Linked DNA regions of Mus musculus: regions 1, 2, 3, 4, 5 and 7 are each linked to region 6. The links are chromatin contacts, called in public Hi-C, HiChIP or PLAC-seq and capture Hi-C maps. All regions are on one chromosome and are shown on one strand. Each heading gives the region's core, a stretch centred on a gene start, on an enhancer-like site or on the middle of the called end of the contact. The rest is flanking DNA. Distances are from core to core; before and after follow the strand shown.

What was found. A called contact is a pair of places that touch in the nucleus more often than the background predicts. HiChIP or PLAC-seq counts read pairs in DNA pulled down with a chosen protein or histone mark. Capture Hi-C pulls out chosen DNA fragments and counts their contacts.
Region 1: a capture Hi-C map of embryonic stem cells shows a contact between it and region 6, with 2.8 times the contacts expected there. The contact joins the promoter of Scp2d1 here to the promoter of Slc24a3 in region 6. A contact is called at or near these places in 4 of 39 promoter capture datasets (cranial neural crest, hippocampal neurons, stem cell-derived epiblast-like cells and 1 more) and 1 of 9 other capture datasets (embryonic stem cells).
Region 2: an H3K4me3 HiChIP or PLAC-seq map of forebrain shows a contact between it and region 6, with 6 times the contacts expected there. The contact joins the enhancer-like site here to the promoter of Slc24a3 in region 6. A contact is called at or near these places in 5 of 39 promoter capture datasets (the 3T3-L1 cell line, 3T3-L1-derived adipocytes, cancer-associated fibroblasts and 2 more), 1 of 15 datasets of contacts at CTCF or cohesin (large pre-B cells), 8 of 484 Hi-C or Micro-C datasets (beige adipocytes, embryonic fibroblasts, frontal cortex and 5 more), 12 of 115 datasets of contacts at active chromatin or transcription factors (VIP interneurons, craniofacial prominence, embryonic basal ganglia and 7 more) and 2 of 9 other capture datasets (liver and macrophages).
Region 3: a contact with region 6 is called in an H3K4me3 HiChIP or PLAC-seq map of embryonic midbrain, with 5 times the contacts expected there. The contact joins the enhancer-like site here to the promoter of Slc24a3 in region 6. A contact is called at or near these places in 7 of 39 promoter capture datasets (the 3T3-L1 cell line, 3T3-L1-derived adipocytes, cancer-associated fibroblasts and 3 more), 1 of 15 datasets of contacts at CTCF or cohesin (the NIH/3T3 cell line), 4 of 115 datasets of contacts at active chromatin or transcription factors (embryonic forebrain, embryonic midbrain, embryonic stem cells and 1 more) and 2 of 9 other capture datasets (embryonic stem cells and macrophages).
Region 4: a contact with region 6 is called in a Hi-C map of embryonic stem cells, with 2.5 times the contacts expected there. The contact joins the enhancer-like site here to the promoter of Slc24a3 in region 6. A contact is called at or near these places in 2 of 39 promoter capture datasets (frontonasal cranial neural crest and hippocampal neurons), 8 of 484 Hi-C or Micro-C datasets (embryonic fibroblasts, embryonic stem cells and macrophages), 11 of 115 datasets of contacts at active chromatin or transcription factors (SST interneurons, embryonic forebrain, embryonic limb bud and 5 more) and 1 of 9 other capture datasets (embryonic stem cells).
Region 5: a contact with region 6 is called in an H3K4me3 HiChIP or PLAC-seq map of neural tube, with 9 times the contacts expected there. The contact joins the enhancer-like site here to the promoter of Slc24a3 in region 6. A contact is called at or near these places in 4 of 39 promoter capture datasets (cranial neural crest, embryonic stem cells, hippocampal neurons and 1 more), 1 of 15 datasets of contacts at CTCF or cohesin (pro-B cells), 2 of 484 Hi-C or Micro-C datasets (bone marrow-derived macrophages and brown adipocytes) and 8 of 115 datasets of contacts at active chromatin or transcription factors (embryonic forebrain, embryonic midbrain, embryonic stem cells and 4 more).
Region 7: an H3K4me3 HiChIP or PLAC-seq map of neural tube shows a contact between it and region 6, with 5 times the contacts expected there. The contact joins the enhancer-like site here to the promoter of Slc24a3 in region 6. A contact is called at or near these places in 10 of 39 promoter capture datasets (the 3T3-L1 cell line, 3T3-L1-derived adipocytes, the HPC-7 cell line and 5 more), 22 of 484 Hi-C or Micro-C datasets (the AtT-20 cell line, the C2C12 cell line, ECoMG myeloid progenitors and 16 more), 14 of 115 datasets of contacts at active chromatin or transcription factors (SST interneurons, VIP interneurons, craniofacial prominence and 10 more) and 4 of 9 other capture datasets (adipose tissue, embryonic stem cells, liver and 1 more).

The regions. Positions count from the first base shown.
Region 1 is chr2:144,821,802-144,825,043 of GRCm38.p6, forward strand. It overlaps Scp2d1 (SCP2 sterol-binding domain containing 1), which reads left to right and starts at 1,865. Exons shown (of 1, transcript NM_025490.2): 1 at 1,865-2,614. The coding sequence starts at 1,942. The coding sequence ends at 2,412.
Region 2 is chr2:144,659,491-144,662,847 of GRCm38.p6, forward strand. The region is part of intron 4 of Dtd1 (D-tyrosyl-tRNA deacylase 1); the gene reads left to right. Among named protein-coding and RNA genes, the nearest start is that of Dtd1, 61 kb to the left of the region's middle. Within about 2 kb of position 1,496, at least 6 of the 459 cell types and tissues checked have an H3K27ac peak or open chromatin away from gene starts, as enhancers often do.
Region 3 is chr2:144,675,741-144,678,779 of GRCm38.p6, forward strand. All of the region lies in intron 4 of Dtd1 (D-tyrosyl-tRNA deacylase 1), which reads left to right. Among named protein-coding and RNA genes, the nearest start is that of Dtd1, 77 kb to the left of the region's middle. Within about 2 kb of position 1,306, at least 18 of the 459 cell types and tissues checked have an H3K27ac peak or open chromatin away from gene starts, as enhancers often do.
Region 4 is chr2:144,707,024-144,709,972 of GRCm38.p6, forward strand. All of the region lies in intron 4 of Dtd1 (D-tyrosyl-tRNA deacylase 1), which reads left to right. Among named protein-coding and RNA genes, the nearest start is that of Gm39951, 62 kb to the right of the region's middle. Within about 2 kb of position 1,633, at least 12 of the 459 cell types and tissues checked have an H3K27ac peak or open chromatin away from gene starts, as enhancers often do.
Region 5 is chr2:145,619,387-145,622,457 of GRCm38.p6, forward strand. The region is part of intron 15 of Slc24a3 (solute carrier family 24 (sodium/potassium/calcium exchanger), member 3); the gene reads left to right. Among named protein-coding and RNA genes, the nearest start is that of Gm52530, 29 kb to the left of the region's middle. Within about 2 kb of position 1,610, at least 11 of the 459 cell types and tissues checked have an H3K27ac peak or open chromatin away from gene starts, as enhancers often do. A contact at or near this core is called in hippocampal neurons and neural tube, where this site is marked.
Region 6 is chr2:145,165,974-145,169,044 of GRCm38.p6, forward strand. It overlaps Slc24a3 (solute carrier family 24 (sodium/potassium/calcium exchanger), member 3), which reads left to right and starts at 1,802. Exons shown (of 17, transcript NM_001356497.1): 1 at 1,802-2,224. The coding sequence starts at 2,086.
Region 7 is chr2:145,478,379-145,481,268 of GRCm38.p6, forward strand. The region is part of intron 3 of Slc24a3 (solute carrier family 24 (sodium/potassium/calcium exchanger), member 3); the gene reads left to right. Among named protein-coding and RNA genes, the nearest start is that of Gm14092, 75 kb to the right of the region's middle. Within about 2 kb of position 1,388, at least 1 of the 459 cell types and tissues checked has an H3K27ac peak or open chromatin away from gene starts, as enhancers often do. A contact at or near this core is called in neural tube, where this site is marked.

The DNA.
Region 1 (3,242 bases), core at 615-3,114, 340 kb before region 6:
CCCAAACCAACAAACACCCAGAGGACGGGGGAGATGACTCCATTAGTCAAGGCACTTGCTGAGAAAGCAGGAGGACCTGAATTTGACTCTTCACTCATATATGCAAGACATAAGCTTCACATGTTTGTCACCTCAAGTCACTGCATGACCGCAAGTCAGAGATAGAGGCATCCTGGACACTAGCCAGCCCACCTAGCTGAAAAGGTGAGCTTGAGGACCAGTGAGAGAACTTGCCCCAAGACAATAAGGCCGAGAATGATAAAGATACCCAATGTCTCCCTTTTAGTTCTGTGTGTCCTCACAGACACTGCACTATTACACAATCACACACACACACACACACACACACACACACACACACACACACACACCAGCCCCCAAAACAATAGCAGGAACAACCACCCAGCAACTCTAATAGCAACAATTTTAATCAGTCAAGGTGAATGCCAGCAGAAAATAAAAAAGACATAGCATCATGTTCCTCTGATATGTTGCATGGGGAGGACACAAAATCACCTATGGATTAAAATCGCACAACTAAGAAAGTGAATAAGCTCAACTCAACCAATGAAAAACATTAGACAGATCTCAAATAAAGACACTTTGTGGGATAATTGGCAGATTTCTCTAGTCTGTCAAAGTCATGATAGACAAGACTGAAGAATTACTACATGTTTCAGAGAACTAGAAACACACACACACACACACACACACACACACACACACACACATACACACACACACACACACACACACACACACACACACACACACACACAAACCAAAATCAGTATTGAATCCCAGGCCAGAACCTAGGCTCTGGATCAGAATACGGTTATTAGTGGGCCAACAGGCAAAACTCATATATTGGTTCTATTCAATTAGCAACATCAAGAAATTCTCAATGTTAATTTCTTCTGTTGGATTCTCATGCTGCAGTTATGTGGGACGCTAACATTTGGGGAAGCTGGATGCAGGATATACAGGCATTTTTAAAAAATAGAATTCTAGAGTTAATATTGCTTCTGCTCAAACACAGCCGTGGTAGTCACTAGCTTAGCTTCCTATCATTTGACTTCCCACAGTTTTGTTTTAAATCTATTCAACAGGGACAAAAGAGTGCCTACCTCATGGGTTGTAATGAAAACTAAGTGTGGTGTGCTAACAAATGTAGAATGCTTGAATTATATCATCATCATCATCTTTTGGTTTTTCAAGATAGGGTTTCTCTGAGAAACACCATGGCTGTTCTGGAACCCACTCTGTAGACAAGGCTGTCCTTGAACTCACGGAGATCCACCTGTCTCTGCCTCTCAAGTGTTGGGATTAAAGGTGTGTGCCACCACACTTGGTTTAGAATTCATCACCATGGCTCAGAGCAGGGGCTGTGGTGACATAATTACCACGTGAGGCCAGCAGGCTCTTCTGCGTGGGGAAGATCTTTCCGTCTTTGCTTTTCCCTCTTTTTAATTCTGGTTCCCCCTCTGCTAGGGAGCGGATAAACCCACAGCTAAGACCAGGATTTGTGACTTAGGCATTAGGTACTTTTAAAGAAATCAGAATAACTGTTCCCTCAGCCAGTTCCGAAACCTGCGGGGAGCCTGATTTGGAAAGATAGAGCTGTCCATTCTGGGGCCAGGTTCCCTGATCTCCTTCGGCCCTGTGGCGCCAGTAGTTCTAGTTAGTCTGGTCTGATCTGGTGTTGGTAGTACTTGGGGGTGGGGGGGAGGGCGTGGCATATTTCTGCCTCACAATAGCTTGTCTGAGCCTCCACCCTACGTCATATTTTAGGATTTGTTTGGCCAATGAGATTGCAGCACACACATTAGCCTCAGCCTGAGGCCTGAGCCTTGCCTTTGATGTCACAATCTGACCTGTAGCCATTAATGTGGCCACAGCCACTCACAGAGCAGATGGCAAGGTCAAGAGTACCACAGTAAGATGTGGAAGAGACCTGATCCTCAAGCGAAGATCAAAGCAGGGGATAGGCCTCAGACTTGCCAGTCTCTGGCTCTGGGATCGGCCACAGAGTCGGCACTGCCGCAGGCTCTAAAACTGTCAGACTTTCAGAACTTTTCGGTATTTGAGGACATTAGCCAACACATCAAAGAAGTGGGAGCCCAACTGGTAAAGAAAGTGAATGCCATCTTTCAGCTTGACATCACCAAAGATGGGAAGACCATTCTGCAGTGGACCATTGACCTCAAGAATGGTGCCGGGGACATGTACCTGGGATCGGCCCGGCTTCCTGCAGATACCGTCTTCATCATCCCTGACTCTGTCTTCACAGAGTTAGTTGTGGGTAAGATAAACCCACAGAAGGCTTTCCTGGCTGGCAAGTTTAAAGTGAGAGGCAAAGTTCTCCTTAGTCAGAAGCTGGAGAGGATCTTCAGAGAGTGGGCTAAAATTTAAGCATGTGGGAATACCCAGGAAAGATCAAGACTTCTGGCTTATAATAATGTTGAGTAGCAATCATGCTTTAACTGAAGATTAAAGGAAACGATAGCCAATATTTTTACTCAAATTCTTCCTATTCAAGTTCGATTGATTTCCTGCTGATGTGTACCTTTGCTGGGATCCGGAATAGTAAAAAGTGTTGGAGTGCAACACCTGCAACCTTTGTCCTTTCATTGTCTTAGCTGGGCCTACACTTTCATATGTCAAGGCGAGGGCCACATGGAGCTGGATGGGTGGTTCTGGTGTTTGGACTTAAGCGCTGGTAATTGTCTATACATGTACTTATGTGTGTGTGTATATATATATATATATATATATATATACACATACATATATCCTATGTGTGGAACCCAGCAAATAGAGGGATGGTGTACTTGGCATAGTGTAACCTTTGACAGACTCAATGCCAGGGAAGTTGAAGGGCCTGATAGTCAAGATCAGTAGTTCTTAGGGCAGATCATGTAGCAGAATTGTCCAGAGCCTTATAGCTCAAGTTCAGATGATGGGAACCTCACTTTCTGCTCAGGGGGGTGTGGCTTGGGGAAAATGTACATTCTGCCATGTCTCCAGTTGATAGGGTCATTCATCCTTGTAGAACTTCTGCCCTCCTTTGTTTCATAGAAAGCTTTTGGTATTGACCATCACTGTTCTAGGCAGGACCAGCAAGATCCTGAAGACAGGCTGCATAGGTGTCTTTGAGACATTTCTAAAGAATTGAATGTTATCTGGAGTTTGTGCACTGAACATTTTAATAATCAAAGTTCACACCAGGGTTTCTTTCCCTT
Region 2 (3,357 bases), core at 246-2,745, 510 kb before region 6:
TCCTGCTTGGTGAAGCCCTGGGCAAGAGGGAATGCGCTTAACTTGAATCTGAGGATGTGACTATCTTTAACTGTGAGGAACCACAGCAGGAGAAATGAGGACACAAAAGGATAAAACATTTTATAGACTGCAGAAGTCTGTAACTATGCTGGGTATCATTGAAAATAACAAGGAAAATGGTAGGCTTTTTCTAGGAGTAATTTATTATTAAATAATGATGGTATGTACTCACATGATGATACATGTATGTGTATGTGTGTTTCATGCATATGATCAGAGGACAACTTTGTGTAGTTGGTTCTTTCCTTTTACCGTTTCATGGGGTTCAGGGATGTAACTTAGGACTTGAGTGCAAACACCTCTCCCAGTTGAACCAACTCCCAGCCAACTGTTGGATGGGATTCAGAAAAGAGTTGTGAAGACGCTCACATGTGCCCAGGGACTACCTGAGCTTATGGGGTTTAGAGCAAGGAGGTGCTCGGGAACATGAATCGACCGACATTCTTAAAGAAATAGTTTGCTAGCGTGTCTGAGACTTCTTTAAGCAAGAATGGTATACCATCCATGTGTGGGGCTCTTAACAAGCAGACAGTAGCTGGATCCCATCCTACTTAATGAACTGAAGAATAATTAGAAGATTCATAAATTAACTTCCTTTGAACTTAACTGTTAATTTAAAGTATATTAATGTATGAAAATAGTTGTTGAGTTTGACTTCAGAGTATGAAATACGAATACTCCAAGAATTAAAGAAGCTTTTGAAATCCAAATAATTTTACTTCTTAGTGGCTTATAATTAATGTAGGAAGAGTATAAGCTGCAAACAAATGGCATACTTTAAAAATGAGCTTCTTACTCATAAAATGCTAATTAGCTTTCTCTCTCTGGATAATGGCTCTGGTGTTCCTCCCCACATTTCCTTTCTGTTTTTAAGTCAAATGTTAGGGAGCTGTTTTGGAGAAATTTATAACTTTAAGCTTTTTTTTTTTTTTTTTTTAAATGAAGTGACTGTGCCCAAAGGAGGAGGGCATTGTTAAAGAGCAGATCATGGCTATTAATAAGTCGGATGGGAGAACTAACAGCTTAAAGGATTCATAGCTTTGTAGCCATACACCAGACCTGCACAGGCATCCTGGTCAATGCCTAGGCCCAGGTCGCATGGCATAGCTATTAGGTAAGAGAGATGGGCTCTAACGGAAGCTACATTGGCTCAGATTTCTTCAGCTTGTTCTGTTCACAGTGAAGCTGGTCTGTTTAAACACTAGCATCTTGTCATTGCTCAGGCCAGCAAGTGGCACTTGAAGCTCCAGGAGTCAGCTACTCCATGATATTTCTATGCTCCTGCCATTTGGTCATGTGAATAGTTGACTTCCCTGCAAGGCACAGGAGGTGGCCAGGTCTCTGTGTGGCCTTTTTCTGCAAAGGCTGAGTGAGGCCGAGAGAGTCCCTCAACATCTGCCTGCAGAACCTTCGTCAGCACTCAGCCTCTTTGCTGTGTCCCTCTGGGCCAGAGTCCTGAGAGTCACACTGGCCAGCTCCCAGGACCCATGCATTCACACTGCTGACAATACTGCCTGTATTTGACAGGTTGGAAAAATGCTTGAGGGAAAGGTTAAATAAATTAAAGCCTTCAGCTTTATACATGTATAAACAAAAGCTTTTCCTGGTATTAAAAGAACCTCCCTTTTTGAGCATTAATCAGTATTAATGGTATTCTTTTGGTCGGGTTACATTATTATTTAAAAAAGTAACCATGACTTAAGAAATGAGTGTTGATGGCCGACATTTCTGCCTTTCATTTTAATGTGTAATCTAAAATGGCAGCTTATTTTAAAGGGTGCTTTTGGTTATAAGAATGTTTACTATGTTGTGATAATCCTCTTTCAGCATAATTTCTGTAACGACAAAACAAGAATCCAGAATTTTAGGGTCGATAATAGTCTAGAGAATAAACATCTAATGTGAATGTTTCCAATTTGGTGTGCCTGTTTTTCAAACAAGGTCATGAACTCTGGTAAATTAATCTAGATACAAATAGCTTCGATAACCACAGAGTTTATGTGAGCGGTGATAGTAGACTAATGAGCTAATCCATTAGCAGCCTACTCCAACCTCTGATGCCTTAGCCCAATTGCTTTCTCTGTCTGAATTAGTTTTCTTGCTTCTTGTAGTGAGTGCAATAATTTCTGTTTATCACAAGGGTTAGTCTGTTTTAATTATAGCAATTTTTCTGAGTACTTATCTTTCTAACTTTGTACTATAGAAACCTCGAAGCCCACGTAAGTAGAGAGGATAATGTAACAGATTCACCCTTGATTCAGTGATTATCAGTTGTCCAAAATGCACATTTTAAATGTTCTGTGTGTGGCAGGGCTGTAAACATTAGTGACTGCAGCCCAGTTAGAAGAAGATGGTCAGAATCCATGGTAGGGGAATGGGAGGGACCTCAGGACAGCATTTTGTTGACTATTTCCCATATTTAATGGTATTTAGTTTGTCTCAGAGGATATCTTTATCCATAAATATTGCTTATTTGTATTTTCTAGGCTAACAAAGGAAACATTTACAAACCAGGGAGGCCTGGATACTTTCAGTCTCCTAGGAAGATTTTATTATAGTCTGGCAACTTGGCAAATAGGGCTTTGTCCTAAAAGTTCAAGGTTAATGGTTTGCTGAATGGATATACCTTTATTGGAATTATGTTAGAAATGTTAGCTGTTACAGCTGACAAACCTCGAGATCTCACTGGTGTAACACAATGAAAATTCATCTTACCAAGGTACCACTTGCTCCTCCCATTCCTCCCCCTTCCCCATTCCCTTCCCGCTTCTCTCTTCATGAGCTTGTGGCCAGCCTCTACTCCTCTACTCCTCTACTCTCTCTCCCTCTCTGCCTTTCTCTGCCTCTGCTACCCTCTTAACTCCCCTACCCATGCCCTGAATAAACTCTATTCTATACCATTCCATCGTGTGACTGGTCCTCCGTACCTCACCACACCTCCATAGAACGCCCCCACCCCCCTTATCTTTTTATAAACACATCACAATCCACAGAACTCAAAGGTTAAGAAGCAGAAGGGGCCAAGTGAGCATGCTTCAATTCTACCAGGGAGGGAGAAGAAAGCAATCAAGGGAGGCAGAGGAGGGAGGGACCTGAGTGGGAGAGGGCGGGGGGAGGGGAAAGGGGAACATGATCAGGTTTAGGGGCAAGGAGACAGGAGAGAAGAAGCCCCAAGGGCCAGCAGAATGAGTGGAAATATGCAACCTCAGGGTGAGGGGATGGGAGATGGGGTGACCCTCTAGAAAGTACCAGGGACCTGCCTTACATTAAAAAAAAAAAGCACCTTAAACTTTATTA
Region 3 (3,039 bases), core at 56-2,555, 490 kb before region 6:
TCATGTCCTCTCTCTGCTCTGGGGCCCATTCGGCCACCACAGAACATTTCATTGTCTGTGGCAGTGCCTCAGTTTGGTGGCCAGACACTCTGTGCAGTGTCTGAGGGATTTTTCTTTCTTTTTATGAGTAGACGAGGTTCTAGCTTTGGAGAGGATCTCCAAGATGAAGTGCCCTCCATTCCCCCTTGACAGCTCTGTGTGTTATTCACCTGGAACACGCAGCGCAGGCCTGATCCACTGGGAAGCCACTGTTTTCCCTTCCCCTATTCTGGTCTGTGAGACTTACGTTAGTAATTACAGCCCACTCTCAGAGAGATTCTGAGGACACGCCCACCTCTCAGAGAAGTACCCATATATATTTGTAGGGTTGCAAGCTGCCTGGATAAGTTTGATTTCAGATCAACAAGGATTAATCCCTTGCGTGGAGAGGTCCTAGGAACAATACTAGCCCCTCTCATCAGCTAGGTAACTGCTCTCACTGAGTCATAGCCCCTAGCCCAACAGCAAAGAAGTTTAAAGTGTATGTTCCTTGTAATTAGACTTTAGATTTAACTGGGCATCCTGTATTCTGTTATTTCTGGCCATCCCAATTGTTTGAAATGTGTTGGTAAGAAAGATGCTTCTCTTCCCACACCCAGTGATGTCATCACCCCCCTGGTAGTGTCTCCTTCCCACTTACTGTCTTCCTTTATCAGAGTTTGGTATGCTTCTGTGATGGTACTTTGTCTACTTAATTTTCTTTTAAAGCAATGTGGAAAATAATTTTGTTTGCTTTGAAAAAGGAATTAGTTTGTGTGTGTTTTAATAAAAAGATTTTTCTCATTACATGAGCCAAAAATCACATTAGTTTCCAGCCCTCATAAATGAAACCCAGAGTTGAAGGAAACAAGAGATTTGTGCCGAATTTCCGAGCATTGCTCATGGGCGGAGCAGGGAGCAGACACCGACTTCTCTTCAAGCGGCACCGGAGGCTACAACAGCAGCTAGCAAATGGATTCCCTCAACCTTGGCAGTGCAAGGCACTTGCGATTGCTTAAGATCCCGGACTTGTAGCAGGTGTGAGAGAGTTCTAAGTGGCTATAGAAATGAAGAAGGCTTGTGGGAGCGGGTGGAGTGCTGAAGGGATCCACGTAGTTTGCTTTTAAAAGGAAAGCCGACCTCTGGTTTCCTGGAAGTGCACACAGCCCATCAAATAGTATTGCTTTTCATTAGACAGCAATTTTGCAGTCATGATTACCTTGGGTGCTTTGTTCTCAGCAGCTGGTACCCATCAAATCAGAGCCTGCTTTTCATCACCAGCAGGTGTTCCAGGCAGCAGAAGTGACTGCCGAGCTCCAAAGATGGCTCAGTTCCTCCTACAGGGTTCCCGGTGAATGGCTTGAGGGCCTGCTCATTGGGCCAGGCAGAGATGGGTGCTGTGTTCTTCTCAGTTCAAGTGAGGGAAGGACAGCTTTGGAAAGGATGCATGTTGAAGGCAGTGAAGCTGACACACGACTGATGCAGGAGGCATTTTATGAGTTTGTTGCTCCAGTGTGGGCATTCACTTTTTTCTCCTGTCATGTGACATGTTCAGGCCTGGGGCCTGGTGCCTGAGGCCTGACTCTGCTGGATCTCCACAGACACACTCAGTGTGCCCCTCCCCCACACCTGGCACCTTTCAATCCTAGAGCCTGTCCTTTCTGCCCAGGCTTCTGCCTCTGCTTTGCCCTCTTGTTGCTGCCGCATCTTCAGAAGCTGACACAGCACTTGGTATGCAGGAGACCTTTGTCAGTTATGTGGGGAATTAACATATGTGTCCCTCTGGTTGGGATGCTTGCTTATCCCAAATGAGAAGCACTGACAGGTCAGATATCCAGGGCAGTGCCTTCTGGTAGCTGCACATACTGTGACTGGCTAATGAGTGCAGCCTGGTGCTGCCGGTTTTTGTCCATAAGAAACAAGAAACTGCTTGTAGCACAGCTTCCCGAAGGTGTTATACATGTCTGTGTTTGGGTCTTGTAATGCTCTTGAACAGAATAACATATGTTTGTCCATGTGTTTAGACTTTTAAGATGCCAGATGCCTGTAGTACCAGTTTTTATTGTCTGCTTTTGAATTATGTTTTGAAGCTTAACACATCTTGGGATACTGCTGTAGAAATGAGTGCTGAGCGCTACCTGGTTGTAGACTATAGTTTGGCAAGCATTTTGAATTTTCCTGAATTTCTGTTTGTGGGACAGTAGTGTATCAAATATGCAACTGTAAACTGTAAGGCCACCTCCTGATAATTCTAGAAAAGAGCAGGCAGTTGTGTTTTGTGGGAGGACTTTGAGTTTAAATGTTACGGTGATGAATGGCAGCTGTATTCTGCTGTTGCTTTTTTTGAGGGGGCATGGCATATAGTCTCCTGTTGTCATTGAGTCAGCAAGCCACACCTGTGGGGAAGCTTAATCCTGAGTGTCCAGTCAGATGGGCTTGTAGCAGGTATCACTGTCAGTGGTCAGGGGCAGAAGCTGAGGCCTCCAGAGACTATGGCGAGGTGCACCCTCTGGGTGGTCACCCTTCCCTTTGGAGTTTGCAGAGGACACCCGGGCCACAGTCTGAGCAGTTACTCTCTTATGAGGAGACTTAGTAGACAGCTATACCTGCCCTTTCCAGAAGGCTCTCCTTCCCCATCTTTATGCCTGCATCTGGGATCATCAGGAGGTTTTCTTTGTAGCTTTAATATCATCGAATTGAACATTTTTGCAGCTGTGGCCTCTTTGTTTTTCGGGTGTCTGCTTCCCCTTGTTCTGGCTAACAAGCTCTCTGAGGTGCTGCCTCCCCCTGGTGCGTCTGTGGGAAGCATAGCTTCCAGTCAAGGAAGGGGACTCCACAGAAGACTTATTTCCAAACTGTATCAGCAGGGGACCCTTAGTGGACATCTAATTATATCCGGATGCCAGTGAGGAGCAGGAGTCAGTCTTTGAGGTGGAGACTGGGGGAGGTGATGTGCTAGGGGCTCTGAGCAATGCCTGTGGGGATGTGCCAGGAGAGGGCTTCTCCAGAGCGACCCTGAGA
Region 4 (2,949 bases), core at 383-2,882, 460 kb before region 6:
TATAATGTTCGTAACATTTCACCTTTTTGGTTTCTCTCAGTGTGTCTACTGGCAAACTTAAAATGCCATTTGTTGCCTGTCTTCTTTTTCCATTGAACTGTATTGGTCTAAGGTCAACTGAAATCTGGGGCAGTCTAGTGAACAAAATACTTTTTTGAGACAAAGCTAGGTATGCTAGCCTCCAGTCCTCAATACAAGGGGGATTTTATCCAGGCACCCTTAAGAAGGAAGTTACAATAAAATCAAGGAAGCAGTGAGAGAAAGCACAAGTGTCTTTGTATAAATATGTGCTTGTGTAGCCATAGGAGTGTGCACATTACCTGGTATTGTGCTTATGTAGCCATAGGCGTGTGGACATTTGATGGTATTTGAAATGAAAATGACTCAAATCTTAAACTGTAGACTTCATTCTTTCTGTTTCTCTGTATCTCATCAGGGCATTATGAAAGAACTGTGAGAATTAATAGCTGTAATAAAATGCCTTGATCTCAGGAGAGAAAGTGCATTTATTGTTGAAATAAAAATCTCGTTTAAATAAACATTTTTTATATTCAGGAAGTAATTTCACTGATGCCTAGCTTATTACTCACTTTAAAGAGAGCAGTTTGGTTTGGGATTCCCCCAAATGATGCTCTTCAAATCCTGGGGAAGTGACTGTCGTCTCTGTTCTAATAATCCTGTGCGACACTGGAGTAAATGGTATAGCTTGCTACCCAGAGCAGGAGCACTCTGTAAGGAGAACAGCATTTTATATTAATGGCCAAATTTCACTTTTGAAAAAGATAAAACCTGTCACACAGAAGAGTAGTGAGCAGGCCCTGAAGATTGATTGCTCAATTGTGAGCAGGTCAGAGGAGGCGGGGAGAGACAGGGATGGTGTGTGAGCCTCATCAAGGATGAGTGTGGGCACCAAGAGTGCTTTCCAAAGCTACGCATGTGAACACGGTTGGTTAATCACACTTAGCCTGTAGACTTTAGGATTTTTCTGTTTCCAGAGGAGTCATTTACTCATTCTCAGTCTTTTTTTTTTTTTTTAAGATTTATTTATTTATTCTATGTATATGAGCACTGTAAGCTGTCTTCAGACACACCAGAAGAGGGCATCAGATCCCATTACAGATGCTTGTGAGCCACCATGCGGTTGCTGGTATTTGAACCGGGGACCTTCAGTAGTGCAGTTGGAGCTCTTAACCCCTGAGACATCTCTCCAACGTCATTCTCCATCTTTTATCATCCAATTTGACCTAATCAGCAGTAATAGTCACGGGGGATCTCTTCAGACCAGGTTGGGTTTGTCTGACCATACTCCCTTTGGCTTTCCTAGGACCTCCTTTCTGAATCCTGGCTGCTGTTCCCTGTAGAAGAGGCCCATCTTCCTGTGTGTGCATGTGTGCATGAGTGAGTGCTTTTGTGTGCATGTGCATGTGCGTGTGTGTGTGTGTGTGTGTGTGTGTGTGTGTGTGTGTGTGCATGTGTGCATGTGTGTTTTCCCAGGAGTTCTCCTTCTCTTGTCCTCTCTGGGGCCTTTAAAGCAGCACCCGAGGCTGCTGTCATTTCCACGTTCCATCCTCCCACTCCTTTCAGACCAGAGCAGATCAGCCCAGCCCCCTAACCTGGCCTGCCTGTCCAAGCTAAGTGCACCAGATGGGACACTTGGTGTGCTGCATGCCTGACTCTTCCCATGGGGGAAGGCTTGCTTTCTCAAACTTGTTTTAGTTGTTGGGTTTTCTTGGCTAATGGTTAAAATGCACAGCAATCAAATTGGTGGGACCAACTTTAAATGTTTCTCTCTTGATACTTACTGTTTACAGAGCTGCACTTGTAGTTTGGGACCTAGAGGGCTGTCTTTCCTTGGCTCTCCTGCCTGCCCCAATGTGGCATCAGGAGTGGTTATGAGGAACCTAGCGTCCACTCTCTGCATGTGATATAATTAAATAAAAGGGATAGGTTTGCATTGCAAGTGCAGGTTCACGCTAGTTGCCCTACGCCCTAACTCCCCCCCTAACTAACGGGACACCTCCAGGTTGTTCATTTGTAGAACTTCTGGAGCCATCCCTGCCCACCTGCCTCTAGGCTTTGGTCTTTACATGTTTTGCAAGGAACACTAATGTGCAGAGTAGGCTATTTCTCAGCCTCCATTATGGAATAACCCTTTGAAGAATTTATTCACAGTAAATGGAGTGCCCATTTGCCCAAGGATATTTCTGGTCTCTGAAAGAAGCTAGCCTTCCTTTAAAAGGGCACCCCAAACCTTCTCCAGCCATTATGTAAAAATGGACTTATTTAAGCTACTTTAAGAACAAATCAACTAACCCCCCGCTGTCCAGTAAGTTTGAAAAAGAAAACATGTTCCTTCTAGCCCATTTCTAGCCCATTTCCATCTCCTTTTACCTCATGGACCTGAGCCAATTTATAACACTGCTGTGCATTTGCTCTAAAAGTGTCCCTGGGGAACCTGACTGTTGACAAAGGGGCTGAAGCAGCTGGAGAGGATTTAACAAGCTGCCTTCACACCAGGACCCAGGGCAGGGAGGGCAATGCTTTCATGTGTGTGTGTGTAAATATGTATGCTTAATCCTGGAGAACTGTATAGGAAATGGACAGTAGAATCCTCCAGCCTTTACAGCAGGTTTAATTCTAGGATATATTAGGCTAACTGATTACTTGATTAGAAGATCTTTTCACTTTTTTCTCTCTAAACTTTTTTTTAAAAAATTATTTTATTTATTTATGTTTCAGTCATTGCTCCCCACCCCCAGCCTCCCACAGTTTCTCATCCCATTCCTCCTTCCCTTTGCTTCCAAGAGGATGCTCTCCCTCCCTCCTCCATGCCTCCGAGCCTTCCCTGGGGGTCTCAAGTCTCTCAAGGATTAAGCTCATCTTCTTCCACTGAGGCCAGACTGGGCAGACCTCTGCTATATGTGTGCCAGGGGCCTTGCTCCTGGTTGG
Region 5 (3,071 bases), core at 360-2,859, 450 kb after region 6:
TCCAGTGTAGAGAAAGAAAGGTTACAGCAAACAGTGTACAGAGATGGCCAATGTCAGGTCAGTCCCCATCCCTTTGTCCAGATAAATCTTATTTGCCCACCAACTTCAGGAAGGGTCTCATTCATTTGTTTAGCTGTCTGTCTAGGAAGGAGAGAAGAAACTAACAGCCACCACCTGGAACAGGTTTCCTCCCACCTCCCACCTCCCACCCCCACCCCCACCCCATCCCTCCCTGCATCTTTTCTGAGTGACCCAGGGCCTCTCTTAACATCACTCTTGTTGTCAGGCTGGGAGCAGTAATGTTGTCTGTATTGAAACTCACTAAGTCTGGCTTGTCACTTCCTGAAAATGCAAGCAAGGTCTGCAGATGCTGAAGACGCCTCCTGGAGTTTGTCTATGACTGGTTCCCCTGAACCTTTATTTCCTTGCACACTTGCTTTATCTTCTCAGAATGAGCAGTGCATGTGACTTACAGGAGCTCACAGCAGACCCTTCTGCAGCGCAGCGCTGGCAATGCACCAGCCTAGCCATGTGTGACACAGAGGCACTTGGTGGGAGGCTGGTGCAAATAAAGAATTTTTTTCCCAATTTTATTCCATCTGAATTATTTTAAGTTTATACAGCCACATGGATCTTAAAGCTGCCTGTGGGACACTGCAGCTCCAGAGGATGAAATTTAAATTATCCACAGCATAGCCCGGAAAAGACCACTGTTGGCATTTTGGCTTATTTTCTCCTTCTAGTTTGTCTTAGGCAGCTGAGATACACTGTATGGAGATTTCACGTGATGCCCTTTCTTATTTCTTATTAGAGCAAACACATTTTGCTTCAAATCGCATTAGATTCATTCTCAAAGGCGGCCTAGAATTGTAGCATCTGGGTTTCCCAGAAAGTGCTTGGCCATGCCACTGCTCAGGGACAATTCAGACGGCTTTGGGTCTTACGGTCACATTAAGTGAAACCTCAGATGCCTATGTACATAAACTTATAGGGTTTAGAGGTCAGTAAGCATTGCACATAAGTCTGACGATATAGAATAATAATATAGCCTTAATGACATTTCCAACTAAATTGCACTTTAATTTTAAATAACTAGATAATTCATCTTTTTTTTTCAGCACTGGAGAGTAAGCCCAGAGCCTTGTACATACTAGGTAAGGGCTCTACCCTGGCCTACATCTAATTCTTGATATTTTTTAGTCAGTGTCTTACTGTGTAACCCAAGCTAGCTTTGAACCCCAAACCCTCCTGCCTAGGCTTCTTAAGTGCCTAAATCACCAGCCTACACCATCATTCCTGGCTTATCTCTCCTGTTTTAATTAGTCAAATGCCATGCCTGAGGTTTAAAGGCAGCTTCATGCCACCTGAATATATTCACCATAGGAGCCTGTGGGGAGGAATGCTGCCTTTCATGCAGCCAGCTTCCTCAGAGCACAGCCAGGGTGACAGGCACATACTTGAGCCAAGGGGTGGGGGATATTGACCATACCAGAGCCCACATCTAGAGCTTCTTAATTTGCATTGGCTTTCAAACACTCCCCTCCCCTCTCCCTTAGGCCTGGGTAGGCTCATCATTTGGCACTCTTTCCAACTGACACTAGAATTAAGTATTGACCCAGCTTTTGTTGGAGACAGGGTCTCATTATATAGCCCTGGCTGACCTAAAACTCTATGCATAGATCAGGTTGGCATCCAACACATAGAAATCCACTTGTCTCTGCCTCCAAAGTGCTGGGATTTAAAGACATCGGCTCTGCTCCCTGCCCAATGTTTATTTTTCAAAACGATGCATGGATGTGGGACCTCTGCTCCTGTAGTTCAATCTTTACTTAGTCTCTGGCCTCCAGATGACTTCCCCTGCTCTAAACAGAAGTGCTGCAGATAATGTGACTTGACTTCTATAGAAAACAATTAGTGACTCTGTGCTGGTCATTGATCTTCCGTGGCAAGAAAAGCAGTAACGACACGCCTTAGCCCAGCTGGGCCCCCGCTCCATGGACAAACTGCAGCGCATTCACAATGATCCCTGTTGGCTCTGGTTTCTTTCACTCTCCCTCTCCCTCTTGTCAACGTTAGGAAGAAGTCAAAACAAAACAAAAATGGCCTTTATCTGACTCCCAACTGCTCGTGGTCTCCTCTTTGAAGAACTAGAAGTCCAGGCAACCACAAGAAAAGAAATTGTGCTCCAAATAACTCTTAAAATCAGTTTCTTATCTTTCCAGGGAGGACGGTTTGGTTTGATTTGGTTTGGTTTGGTTTTTCAAGACAGGCTTTCTCTGTATAGCCCTTGGGCTGTCCTGGAACTCGCTCTTTAGACCAGGCTAGACTCAAACTCAGAGAGATCTGCCTGCCTCTGCCTCCTGAGTGCTGGGATCAAAGGCTTGCACCAATGGGGTATAGCTCAGTTGATTTGGTGTTTGCCTACTGTGCACTAGGCAGGACTCATTTAAATATCTGCTTATGTTAAAGGTTTTTTAAATAATCATTTTATATTAAACTGGTTAAATGAAACTACTCTATATATGAATGTACATACATATATAAGAAACATTTACACATAGGTAATATACATATTTAGGGCCTTTAATACATTTACCTAAACTTATAAGAGGCATAAGACTTAAAAGATCTTAAATTTAGCTTCAAAAGTAAAAGAGTGAAATATGTAAAAATTTTCACATAACTTTAAAAAATATATCAATTCCTGAATATTTAATATCTACCCTATCCACTGACTCAGTGGACAGATAGGAGCAGCAAACAGAATCCTTTCAGTGTCTGTCAAATCCATTGTATTTATCAGCTTTGCATGACTGTAATATGATATGATATTACTATAATAGCAGAGACAACTAACTTAGAGGAAAAAAAGGTTTCTTTTGGCTTGCAGCACCCTTCAAGGGCATGCCTTCAGTGACCAAAGGACAGTCCATGGGCACACCCCTTAAGGGTCCACACTATCCCCATTAGCACTATCCCATTTGCACACAAACTTTTGGGGAGCACGACTTGAATTCAACCCATAGTATTCTCTATGTTTGGGGGGTTGTTTATGTTTATCTTTTTAATTT
Region 6 (3,071 bases), core at 552-3,051:
CCCGTTTCCTTACACACATGCTCACCAACCCCCAGATCACACATTTCCTTCTGTCTATGATAGTTTCTACCCCACGATGAGTTAGTGTTCATTCCCCGACTCAGCATTTTCCAGATCCCCATCTCCCACCCACCTCCCTGCCTTCCACTAGAGACACTATATGAGTGTCTTTCCTAACAAGTCGAGATTACTCTGAATTCCTCAAGGGTCACCACTATCAAGAAGGCTTGATAGTGGTGACAGAATTGGAGAATTCTCCATGATGCTCCAATCTGGATGAACTTGAAGAGTTTGCGTTCCTCCTTTGTTACCTGGTGACCTAAGCAAAGACTCACCTAGCCATTGCAGGGAAGGTGCTCTGGATATGGGGCAGCCAACATAGGAGTGGGAGGGAATAAACACATGGAAAGCAAATTCTGCTCTTCAGCAGAAAACAAACCACCTGTGATCACTTTCCATGTCTCCAGATGTTGTCAGGGGACATCTGACACTATATGGGATGGAAGGTCACTCACAGTTGATCCTGTGGGTCCCTTGTGACCTGGGCAGGGAGAAGTCTCTATGGAGTTTCCCCACTTCCTCCCAACTCCCGAGGGCTAGATTGCTCAGGCCCAAGAGCCATCCAAACATATATCTGATTTCTAGGACCATCCTTTTGGAATAAGACTTAAGTTTAACCACCACTTGGAAACACATCTCTTCTTCCCTTCCTCTGGGGTCGTGTGTCTTCCATCCTGCAGGCAGGTACCTGGGATGAGGCTAGGGAAGTCCAAGCCCCTGGGAGTGAACCCCTGGGATCACTAGGTGCCCTTTTCAATGGTACTGCAGATAGGGGTGGGGATGTCAGCCTCTACATCTTTAATAGGCAGGGGCAGAAGAACTCGAATTAGGGAGTTGGGGCCTAGGGCTCTAATCTTGGGGGAGGGGTGGACTGATTGTCCTTGTAGAAGGCCAAGAGTCTCCCTCCTAGGGAACTTACTAGGGCCCCCTCAGGTTCAGCCACACACTGGACTTGCTTCAGCTCCTCAGAGAGCGAAATGTGAACCCTAGCCAGAGGGGGAAGCCAGGACAACCCTAATAAGCCAAACCCCCCCAGGAGGCCAGTTTCAGGACTTGAGCCTGGCTCACCGGGATCCCCACCAGGGGGCAGAGGGGAACCCCTGAGGCCAGCGGCAGGAGGCAGGACCAGTGGCTAGGAATTGGCCACCTAGCACACTCTAGACGCTCTAGCTTAAGGCAACGGATGGAAGAGGGCCAAGGAAATCCTTCTTTTCTCTGAAAGTTTCAGGCCAGTCCTCCTTGGTGGAGATCTGTCTATCCACATCCCGCCTAGCGGGCCTCCCCCACCGCACCGCCTCTTTCTCTGGGCACCAAAGGGTTGAAGGGCTGTGCACCGGGCTCCCTCCACAGCCCAGTCTCCTCCCTGCGCCCCCTCCCCGCGGTGCTGGCCAGCGACTCATAGCATCCCGGGCGCTGTCCCCCTCCCGTGCGCAGCCCCCCTGCCGCCGACCCACCGTGGGGTACGGGAAGCTGCGCTCACTCTAGCTGTTGGCGCGCTCCGGCCGCCGCTCGGCTCCGAGTCCCCCACCCACCCACCCCCGCGTGGACACTGGAGTGCGACCCCGAGCTGCACTCCCGCAGCCTGAGGTCAGGGCCTGCTTCGGGTGGCCAGCGGCCGGCCCTCCTCTCGCCGGTCCTTCCCCGCTCCTCCTCCACCGCCCCCGCCGCCCCCGCCTCCCGGCCGCCCCCGCCGCCGCCGCCCCAGGCCGAACGCGGGCGCGGAGCGTGGGAGCCATGGCGCGCGAGCAGGAGAGGGACCCCGAGCGCAGGGAGGCGGCGGTGCGGGCGAGCGGCGAGGAGGAGGAGGCGGCGGGGGAGGAGGGACTGAGCGATAGCGACGAGGGCGACGGCGTGGAGACCGGCAGCGGCCGGGAGGAGGGAAAGCAGGAGGCGGCGGCCGGGTGGGAACGCAGCGAGGACGCGCGGCTGCTGCGCGCAGGGCTGCCTCCTGCCGCCGTCCCCGCCGCGGCCGCCCGCGACCCGAGCGGACGCCGCCCGCCAGGGACGCCGCCCGGCTGTCCGAGGATGCCGCCGCCGGGCGACCAGGACTGCGCGCGCCGCCGCAGCCGCCGCCGGCGGAGGGACCTTCTGCTGAGCCAGCTTTGCTTCCTGGCCTCGGTGGCGCTGCTGCTCTGGTCGCTGTCGAGCCTGCGAGAGCAGAAGGGTGAGTGCTCGCCGCCTGCCCCGAGTGGGCGCTGCGGCTCCAGCAGTTCGGGCTCTCGGGGCTCGGTGCCCGGCGAGCTGCGCTGGGTCCAGCCACACCGAACAGGCACGGGGACACTCCGGTCTCTTGCGGGGCTAGGGAGGAAGGGGTCTGGGCTCTAGGACTGCAGCGGTGGAGGAGTGACCCCTTGGGCACCAAGAAGACCTTTTCCTCTTGCCTTCTGCCCCTTTCCCACAGCCTGGCTGGTAGTGGCGGCGGTGACAGGGAGGGACCCTTTCACTACCAAGGCTAGTAATAAAGTTGTTCTGACAGCAATCAGTACCTGTGCAGGTAACCAACCACCTGTACTCCTGGCTTACTGAGGGAATGCAGGGTAGGCTGACCAGCTCACAGCCGGTTCTCCACGTGTTCTCCACACAGAACAGGTGGGGTGGGCAGTGGAGAATGCTCCTTGCCATCTTTGCGATCCAAGAACAGGTGCTGGGAACTTACTTCCGTTAGGAGAAAGTGATAGCTACCAGTCAGGGTTTAGGAATGGGCATGCTCCCTTAAAGGGTTGCTCAGCAGGAACACATGGATTCATTTCTCAAGGCTGGCTTGCTTCCTTTCACCGACTTGATGCTGGGGGCGGACCACTCTATGCTGCCCACTTTTTCCTTGGTGCTTTGGCTGGTGGTGCATACACACGTGTACACACTTGTACACACACACACACACACACACACACACACGATAGTTTGGTTTTATCTTTGCCCTTGGCTTTTTTTGGAGCTAAAATAGACATTGGGGAGAAATGTGCTCAAAACAGTTGTCCATTGGAAACAATTTGGACTCTGGGGTGCAGCTG
Region 7 (2,890 bases), core at 138-2,637, 310 kb after region 6:
AGCTTCATGGAATGTTAGGAATGAATTATAGTAGTTGGAAAACCGTGCCTTGATTTTCTGAAATGTCAGGCTAGGAATTTCATTCATTCATTCATTCATTCATTCATTCATTCCTTTTAGAGTTTTAATGGGACTCTCACAGCCTTTCCTAGTGCTGGGACTTGTAAGCATGTACTGCTCCACTCAGTCATACTAGTGATTTTTAAGGTACTTTTCAACTTGTCAGTTCCCTGATACTTGTGTCATAATCATACAACTCCAGCCATCTGCCTTCTAGCCTGGTTCCTTTACAGCTTCTCCGTGCTCTGAAATTGGAACTTTCCATCCTGCAACCACAGAACCTGAAAACCTTGTTACCATCTATAATATCGACATCTGTCTTACTCAGTTTACCAGCGGATTTTCTCAGTGGTTCCTGGACCACGGATGTGCATGTTAAATAGAATACAAAAGTTCAGGCTTTACCCTGATCCTCAGCAAAGATCTCAAGAAGTCATGCATGCATGACAGTGTGAGAGCCAAGTATCTCAACTCTATTTCTTTCTTCTCCTGCTGTCTATGCACTAGGGGCTCTTTCTGAGTGTGCTGTACTCACCTCACCTCTAGGTAGGGTAGCTCTGATTCATCACACTCCACAGTCTATCAGGGTATCAGGTTAAGAGGACATCGCCCATCCCTTCCCACTCTGCCTACCTGCTATGCCTGAAACTGAGTATGGACACCCCTGTCCTATTTCTTCTGATATTCATTTTTCTGGAATCTTATCTACTTCTCATTTCTAAGATCTCAGCTAAGAGTTTATACTCTACCTGAAGCCACCTCTTGACTATCCAAGTCCAGCCATACCCCTTATAAGCTCTCTATACCTTTCTTGTGGTGACTATGATTACTATGTGAAATTGTACATGTTTTGTAGAATTTTTGATTGATGTCTCCTCCCCATTAGTCTTAATTTCCTTAATATGCCCAAGGGTCCAGCTAGAAGCCTGATACATCATGCATGAATGTCTCATAAGCTTTGAACTTAGTTAAACCAAAAAAAAAAAAATAAGATACACATGATTCTATTAATTGAATTTTTGTAGAAAGGAAAGGAGACAAAGCATTTCAGTGGTTTCCTGAAGCTTGGGCTGAAAGTGAGAATTTATTGCAAATAGATGTGGGGAAATTGGGAAACTGGTGGAAATATTCTAGGACTGTGGTCATCGTTTCATTATTGTATAAGTTTATTAAAAATTATAACTATGTAGTTACAGCTATAAAATGTCAACTATAACTCAGTAAAGCTGCAAGGAAATGAATGCAGTTCGATGTAAGGAGACAGGGTCTCCCAGTTGACTGCAGCCACATGGCTGTCACACTCGACACTCTTTTCTTTCCAGTGAAGAATTGCCTGTGCACAGCAGCAGCTGGGTGAATGACCAGACCAAAACAAGACCTCCCAGCCTTCCCCTGCCTTGAGCCTGTAGCTCATGCAGATGCTGAAAGTGCAGTTCCTTTGATGATGTCCCAGGGCCCTGGCAAGAGAAAGATTCATGATTTCTAATAACCCTCAGCCCTGGCTATAGCTCTCAACTGTCTCTAATTAGAGTCTCCTTTGGGCTCAGCCTGGAATTAGGGCATCTTTGTAGCTATCACTGCAGACTTTAGCAAAAGAACCAATATTGGAATTATGGCATGATCCATTCCTGACCCTCACAACACCATAAAAAAGGAATTCCCAGCTATTTGTGGTGCTTTTAGAATTATTCTTCCTTCATTCTTTTATTCTCTGAAGGTGATTTCATGTTAAGGCAATGGGATTAGTTCACTACTGTGGCACTTTTTGGCATTTACTGAGTCCTTTTAGACAGCTATTAGGAGTAAAACATGAAAGTATATGATATGAAAAATCACTTTATGGACCAAGCCTGGAGTTACCCATCACTTCTGCTGGCTCATTTTTGACTAGTTATAACTCAGCCACATGACACTCCTAACTACAAGGGATGCTGGACTACCATTTGTGTGTCTGGGTAACCACTTCTCACTGAGATCTTTATCCCATGTTTAAGGAAGCACAAGAACGTGATAGAGAGCTAAATAGGTCTCTACCTCAACTGTATTTCAAGTTAACAATCCAATGTGAATCCATCCAAATGAAGTGTGCTATTCTTCTATGGTAAAAGTTGACACAGCAGAGCTAAGAGTTATTCATGACCAGAAGGCACAATGAATATACAGAATTCAACCCCAAAACCCCTTTTTAAAGTGTGTGTGTGTGTGTGTGTGTGTGTGTGTGTGTGTGTAAGTGTGTGTTATAATGTGTATGTATATATGTATGTCAGGAAACAGAGATACACGTTATACCATGCTATGGCAGTCAGAGTGCAACCTCAAGTGTCACTCCTTGCTTAACACCTTGTTCAAGACAGGGTCTCTTGATTGACACTGCATACACAAGGCTATCTGGCCTGCCAGCTTCTGGGACATCTCCTATCTTCAGTTCCTCTCGTGGTCAGTGTGCTGGGATTGCATAGCTGTGTGACCGTGCCCAGCTTTGTGTGGGTTCTGGGAGCTGCAACTCAGATCCTCATGCTTCCATGGCAAGCATTTTATCCAGTGAGCCATCTGCCTCGCCCAGTCTCAAAACCACTGACTACCAAAGCTCCTTTTCCCTTGCCAATCAGCAAAGAGGAAGGTGATGAGATTGTTTCAGATGGTATAAGACAAGCCATCAATATATGACTTCCATACACAATTTGAAAAATTAAACATGGGTTTGGGGAGATGGCTCAGGTGGTAAAATGTTTGCTTCAAAAGCGGGAGGACTTGGGTTTGAATTCCCCAACACTAACATAAAATTGTAAACAGAGGTGTACATGTCTGTCACCCAGAGCATAAAGGCAGA